Linked DNA regions of Ovis aries: region 2 is linked to region 1. Evidence: chromatin contacts called from public Hi-C data. All regions are on one chromosome and are shown on one strand. Each heading gives the region's core, a stretch centred on a gene start, on an enhancer-like site or on the middle of the called end of the contact. The rest is flanking DNA. Distances are from core to core; before and after follow the strand shown.

Region 1 (3,794 bases), core at 682-3,181:
AACCTGAAGAAACAGCTTCTGCTTAAGGAGCTAGAAGCTTTGGAATAAGGCACTACAAAAACATGCTGCCCAATAGCACAGAAAGAACAGTGGCAGCAATTATCCTAATGCCATCAAGGACATGAGTATGCTACACTTTTAAATTCCATCTACACCAATTAGGACTGAGAAAATGAGTTGGAAATTCAGAGTGGGTAAAAATAACACATATAAGGTAAAACTAACAATTTTCAAGCATTCTGTATTCTTTGTATCCTTTAGTGAACAAATTTCGTTTGGTTTTATTTTAGCAGGGATAGTTTTCAAGCATTTCCACAAATTTTTCACTAGCAATAACGATATTTTTAAATGTCTTTTTTAAACTACGTCTTTTCACATTAATTTTCAAGCCTTTCGCATCATCATCGCCTTTAATCAGCAAGTCGTGCTCAGGCTTCTCGCATGTACTGGTTGCTGTTGTGTGTTGAGAAAAAGTACGAGTTAATTACATGTTGACATTCAGTAAATCGAAATGTTCAGCTAACACTTCCAAAGCCGCCTACTCTCCCATTCACTTTTAAAATCGCTGGTTTCACTTGAAGATAGGATCCAATCACAGGGAGCCTCTCTGGGTCTCGGTAAGTGTGCACACTCACTTGTTTCTTCAGGTCTCCGCGGGTCCCAGCTGCAGCACGACGGCTCTCCGGTCCTCACTGCTGCACGCGGGGTCTGCAGCCGCAGCGTTCAGGCTCTTGGTCGCAGCAAGTGGGACCTAGCTCTCTGACCAGGGGTCGAGCCAGGGAGCCCTGCACTGGGAGAGCAGAGGCTTGGCCCCTGGATGCCAGGGAAGCTCCTCCTTTGGCCTTCCATTTATTATTTATAATTTGGTACTTGATTTTTCTATGACGAAGTCTTCCTCCACTGCTCTGCAACTTGGCCTGAGGTCAAGTGGCAGCGTAATTGCCTGATCAGAGTTTCAGGAGGAAGAGAGAGGACCCTTCTCTGGATCCCTTGGGTTTCCCTGGTGGCTCAGATGGTAAAGAATCTGCCTGCAATGCAGGAGACCTGGGTTTGACCCCTGTTCGGGAAGATCCCCTGGAGAAGGGAATGGCAACCTACTTCAGTATTCTGGCCTGGAGAATCCCATGGACAGAGGGAAGAGTTGGACACGACTGAGAGACTAACGCTTTTCACTGGGATCCCTAAGGCTGAGGCTCTAGAGATACAGCCTGTTTCGGGGAAGCTGGCGGCCACAGGAGCAGGCCAACGGTTGCCAGATTTTCTTATTTCTTCAGAGAAGGTAGAGATCCGGAATTTCACATAAAATCTCAAAGGCTGCTGGAAGGGCAGGTTAAGAGATCAGAGTGTTTGAGGTATGGGTTTAATTTAATTTTTAACAATATAAGTGAGCCTGAATTAATTACATTAATTCCAGGTGTGATAACAGTAATGACCTAATGATACTAGAGAATTAGCCACAAGCTCCAGTGGAGAGTATTCATGTCAACACGCAATTTTAAGCAATATTTTCTTCTTTCAATACCTGATACCAGAGCAACCAGTGATTCCTATGTTTAAATAAATATCCAGCTTCATAGAATTGTGGGTCCTGACTTTCTCTTCTGTTTAAATCAAAGATTTGTACAGATTCACAGTCATATTATTTAGCAACGTCACAGAATTAGCTCAATTAGAACCAAACTAGTTAGCACAAATGAGACTCTCTGGTGTATAAAAATAATCATAAGCTGTCACTTTGACCTGGAACACCAAACAAAAATTTCCAAATTTCTTGAGAGTCTGACTTGATGATTTGAGTAGTATAGACCTGGAACACAAAGCAAACGCCGTGGAAATGACAGCTGGGGTCCGGGACCCTTGCAGGGACCTGTGTGTGGACCTCACCAGCAGGTGGCAGGAGAGGAGAGAGAATCGCTGACTTGGGCCGACACTCTGCTTCCAAGCCAGAGGGAGACGATTTTTAAATAAACGTCTGTCTGCTAAGATGTCAGTCAGCGTAGTCTTTCCTCCCTCCTGCCTGCCAGGCGTTTGCAGCCCCCAAAGTTAAGTCAAGGTTCAGGGCATCCTGCAAAAACCTCAGCGGTGGACACAGGACGCCCCTCTTCCTGAGCTGTCCGCGGGAAACAGACGCCAGGAGGCGCCACCCCCACGGTCCCCGTCCAGCTGCACCCGCAGGAGGCGGCCTAGGTTTCCAGGGCCTTTTCTTTTTAAACCAAAGGGATCCAGTCCTACATGGCGTTGAAGAGGTTATCATTTTAAAGTGAACCGGGGGAGTCTTTTAATACCTTTGCCCCCTCCTTTAAAGCAATATTTCCCCAGGCCTGGGCTGCCAAGCAAGCGGCATGAACCAGGGGTGCTCACGCAGGGCTCACGCTGGCCACCTCCGGATGCCTCAGAACACAGCCTGCACGGGGCTCCCCAGGAGCTGGTCTCAGCTGCCCCGCCCTGCGGAACGCAGGCCAGCAGCTTTAGTGAGCCAGATTCTCCGAAAAACTTTCAGACAGCCCCACACTGCTATTCCTTTACAACTGACCTTGGGATTGTTGTGGCTTTTTTTTTTTTTTTCCAAAAAGCATGAGGGGTGTGTGTGTGTGTGTGCACATGTGCGTGTGCATGATACATACATGACATTGACTTAGAACGTCAGAGTGAGTTCTTTACCCCTCACTTTGCTGAGAGCAGAGTAAAGCTGATTACTGAAATCCTGTGCCTCAACTGTGTCCTCTACAAGGTGGAGCTGACCACCATTTCTGCCCTTAAAGTTATGTTTGTGAACACGGAGGGGACTCCCCGGGGGCCCAGTGGATAAGAAGCTGCCTTGCCATGCAGGGGACAAAGCAGCAATCACGGGTCTGAGAAGATCCCACATGCCACAGGGCAACCAAGTCCATGAGCCGCAACCACTGAAACCTAGAGCTGTGCTCCCCAAAGAGAAGCCACAGAAGCGAGAAACAGGCCCCGCTCCCCAAACAGAGCGCATCCCCACCCCACTGCACCCGGAGAAAGCCCACCCACAGCGACGAAGACCCAGGGCAGCCGAAAATAAATAAAAAATAGCTCTTTAAAAAGTCACAGTGAGCAGGGCCATCCAAAGACATTCCTAGGCACCAGCCCTTTGGCAGTCTTACCTTAGGAAAGAGTAAGCATATTTTTCAAAGCCCTAAAACTCACTAAATATAAGAAATCATTTAAAACTATTTAATAAGGTTTATAACTTTATTGTCAAAATGATTACTATTCATTTCAGCTGTTCAGTTTTTCTTCTGTGCTTTTGAGCCAGCGTATTTCTGCCAAGACTCAACCACTTTCACAATTTGCTGCAGAGCCATAGGCTCCAGACATCACTCCTGTAGGGGTAGTGGACAATGCATCTCTTACTGTGAGGCTTGAAGAGACAGTCCACACGAGGCGGTTCACACTGTGCAGACTCATCGAAAACAGTGTCAGCCGGGCCTGGTGATCGTCTTGACTGTGTGTCCTCTGAGGCTATCCCGACTCCCAGGAGGAGACCAGCCAGCGCCAGAGTGCTGAGCAGCCGGCCACGGCTCTCACGTGGCATGTCTGAGCCACCCCACGGGTTTACATCCTGAGGTCCAGGCCGCTTGCCTCTCTGCCAGACTGTCCGGGCGGGAGAAGGGACTAGGCGTTGGTATTTTTTACCTCTCCCCAGGTGATCCCAGTGTGCACAGCTGACATGTCTGAGTCAGAGGTGAGTATTCTCCATGTGCCTCCGCCATCGTCAATTAATCTCTTTACGGAATTTTTGAGATGGTAGGACGGCATCACTGATTTGA
Region 2 (3,794 bases), core at 498-2,997, 730 kb after region 1:
AGCATTTGCTGTAATGTGGGGGTTTGGGGTTTTGTTTTTGGGTGTTTTTTTTTTTCCATTCTAAAGGAGAACAGTCCTGGGTGTACATTGGAAGGACTGATGCTAAAACTGAAACTCCAATACTTTGGCCACCTCATGCGAAGAGTTGACTCATTAGAAGACCCTGATGCTGGGAGGGATTGGGGGCAGGAGAAGGGGATGACAGAGGATGAGATGGCTGGATGGCATCACTGACTCAATGGACATGAGTTTGAGTGAACTCCAGGAGTTGGTGATGGACAGGGAGTCCTGGCGTGCTGCAATTCATGGGGTCGCAAAGAGTCAGACACGACTGAGCGACTGAACTGAATACATTTTTTTAATAATGTATTAAATCATATTTTCTGAAGGGTTTTCTCCTTTATTTCTAAATCCGAGTGCCTTATCAAGCAATATGGAACCTACATGTCGAATGTATTTAAACCTGTTTGTTATAGGTATTACATTGTATGACACTGACATTCTCCTCTGTAGGAGCTATTTCAAGGCTCAAGTGATTCTGAGGCTCAAATGTTAGAGAACTTTCTTCTCCTGGTCCCTCAAAGAGTCCCAGAATTTGTAAACCATACTCTTGACTCCTTACTGCACATCAGTTTCTTTTGTTATTATTATTATTGAAATATAGTTGATTACAATGTTGTGCTAATTTCTGCGGTACAGCAAAGTGATTCAGTTGTACATATATATACATTCTTTTTTATATTATTTCCCTTCGTGGTTATCCCACGACATTGAATATAGCTCCGTGTGCTATATAGTAGGACCTTGCTGGTTTTCATTCTATATATAATAATTTGCATCTGCTAGTCCCAACTCTGGATCCATTCCTCCCCCAACGCCTCCCCCTTGGCAACCACAGGGAACTTCCAGTCCTTAAATGTTTGTCCACGCTTGACAGTCATGTGGTGGAAGGATTTCCCAATTAGTAAAGCCAGTCCTTCCCCCTTCTTTTTTGTCCTTTGTCCCTGATTCTAAAACAAAGTAGATGTTCGTAAAACCAGTCCCTCCCCTTCTAGAGCTCCTTTCCCATTTGTCCTTGATTCTAGCTGCTTTGGATAGAGAATGAAATGGCTTCTCTACGAGGCAGTAGAGAGTACAATCTATAAACCCTCTCTGCAACTGAATGGAATAGGATGACACTGGAGAATCCCATGGTAAGGAGAGAAAAAGCACCATGTGAGTGCAAGGCGCCACTGGACTCTTCACAAAGCCCCTTTCAAAATACTGCCTCCCATTATTGCCGCCTCTTCAGAAGGCAGCTGGAGGACTGCTAATGGTACTGCTGGAAACACCTGCCAATGTGCACCCCCGGCTTCCACAGCCTTCTCTGAGAAGGGACAGGCTGTGCCCCCAAAGGAGCCGCGTAAGCATTATTCCACTTACTATTATGGCATCACAAAGTACTTCAAATGTCAGCGTATAAAACGATAATCATTTTATTTTGCTCCCAGTTTCTGTAGGTCAGGAATTCAGGCAGAGCTTGACGAGGACGTTTCTACTGGGGGTCCCACAAGAGGCTGCAGTCAGATACTGGCTGAAACTGCAGATATCTGCAGGTACAACAGGGTTACACAGCCAAGATGGTCCACCCACACAGCCAGCAGCTGACCCTAGCCAGCAGATCAGAGGGGCACTCAGTGGGGCTGTTGACTGAAGAGCTCCCCACGGCCCCTCTCCCTCGCGGCGGCCCCAGGACAGCCCCAGTGCACGCATCCTCGCAGCCAGGGCAGAGGCGGCGCGGCTTTGGATGATGTAATCTTGGAAATGACAGAGATTGTGACTGAGCAGGCCCCTATGGGGACTTCCCAGAATAGACCTCTCTCTCCACCCATGTCCTCCACCTGCCTTTTGTCTGCAGGAAAGCTTCAGTCAAAGAATAATCAGAGAAGTGAGAAAATGCAGAAAGAAAGGAAAACAGTCAAGCAAGACAAGTTAATAATACTTTAACCATTGACTAAAGTCGACGAGCTTTAGCTCTTCCCCAAGAGCTGTGGGTAATATTCCGAGCCATGTCCTTTGAGCTGTTCTGCAGACCCCAGACGGGTCGGAACCAGAAGCCTGATGATGCTGACTCCCAATGGCATCATCACCAGCCAGTCAGAAGAGCATCCACAAGAAGGCCACACCCTGCTCCTCGAACACCACGACTCTCCACTACCCCCTCTAGGGTTGGGGCACTTAGTTTTGAGGGCATTGGCCTGCTGTGGCCCGCTCTGCCTGATAAAGCGATAAAGCTGTTTCTTCCTGCTTCACCCCAAACTGTTTCTATTTGGCACCGGTGGACAGAGGCCAAGTTTTGTTCTAGTCTCCTGACAAAAGCAGTCACAAGCCTGCCTGGACTCTGGGGAAAGAATCCACTGAGCCCCCACCTCTCGATGGAAGGGATGCCAAGGATTTGCAAAGGAGACTAAAACCACCCCAAGAACTCCAGATGCCAGTCTGTTCTGTAGCTGGAAGTCACCCTGGAGGCCGACGCTGCTGCTGCTCTTCCCGCGGCCCCTTCTGGCTCCAGAGGGTGGGCGGTTCGGGGGGTTGCTGGCCATGGCCCTCCGTGGGGGCTCAGGCCGCTCTGTCTCACAGCCCAAGGGCTTTCCCTGGGCTGGGGGAAGAAGCTCAGTCCTAAGGAGCAGCCCCCAACCAAAAGAGATGGCATCAGTGGATAAATCCCCAGCTTCCTCGCCCCTTGCGGGGACAGCGCTATAGCCTTGTCAGGTGGTGCCGCCACGGTGGGGCGGCTGGCCCGGGGGCGGCCAGCTCCTGAGCACAGCCTCTCCGACTCTTCCGCCTCGCTTCTGCTTCCTGACATCCCTTCCCAGCACCCAACATCCTGTCCTCAGCTTTTGGTCTAGTCTCTGGGTCCTGTCTAACTCTTACATGACCCCATGTTCTGTAGCCCTCGAGGCTCCTCTGTCCATGAGATTCTTCAGGCAAGAATACGGGAGTGGGCTGCCATTTCCTCCTCCAGGCAATCCTCCTGACCCAGGGATCGAAGCCATGTCTCCTGCACCGGCAGGCGGATTCTTTACCACTGAGCCACCGGGGAAGCCTGTCATCAGCTTTTAGGAGGATGCAAACTCAAACACTCATTGCGCATGTCCTGGCGAGAGAAGGCCCTGAGCACTGCTGCAGCAGGTGGTCTGAAAGCCCTTCCCCAGCCTGAATTCCCGCTCTCGTCATCATTCATTCCATGACTGGGCCAGCTGAGACGGTCTGAGATCACTCTGCATTCTCAAAGAAGTCACAGGTAAAGCCAAAATTTCCCCATTGCAAGGGATGGTGAGGGGACAGTCAGGGTTCCCTTAGTGGCTCCCATTTCCCCATGAAATAAAAAGCACTGCTTGCACCCCAAACCCCCTCCTCCCAGAAAGCAGCCATAAAAGTCAGCACTGAACAATGGTCTGAAGCCTGAAAATAAATTAAGCAAGACTGAAAGCAGAAAGATCCCAGTAAAATCTAAACTTCCATAGCCAGCAACCCTCGGGCAATTACAGTTTCTACAGAGAAGAGTGGGATTTAGGAATGGAAGTTGTTTCATTTCATTCTTCATCCTCTGCTCCTGGAATTAGCTTCTCAGGTGATCAGTCTCCCCTTGGCTCTCAGGATCTCTTATAATTAGTTCTGTGACACGACACATGTGACTGCGGGCAAAGCTCAGAAGAGTGGAAAGTCTGCTTAGAGCAGTTGCCGGAAGCCCCAGTGTTTTCTCAAGCCTAGCTGGCTAATTCAGTTTCTTGGCACAGCCAAGAATGGGTCCC

Evidence for each region. A called contact is a pair of places that touch in the nucleus more often than the background predicts.
Region 2: a contact with region 1 is called in a Hi-C map of liver, with 7 times the contacts expected there. The contact joins two enhancer-like sites. A contact is called at or near these places in 9 of 16 Hi-C or Micro-C datasets (blood, hypothalamus, liver and 5 more).

The regions. Positions count from the first base shown.
Region 1 is chr26:40,560,965-40,564,758 of ARS-UI_Ramb_v3.0, forward strand. No RefSeq gene overlaps it. Among named protein-coding and RNA genes, the nearest start is that of RARB, 160 kb to the left of the region's middle. Within about 2 kb of position 1,932, at least 3 of the 54 cell types and tissues checked have an H3K27ac peak or open chromatin away from gene starts, as enhancers often do. A contact at or near this core is called in liver, where this site is marked.
Region 2 is chr26:41,293,839-41,297,632 of ARS-UI_Ramb_v3.0, forward strand. No RefSeq gene overlaps it. Among named protein-coding and RNA genes, the nearest start is that of NR1D2, 44 kb to the right of the region's middle. Within about 2 kb of position 1,748, at least 4 of the 54 cell types and tissues checked have an H3K27ac peak or open chromatin away from gene starts, as enhancers often do. A contact at or near this core is called in liver, where this site is marked.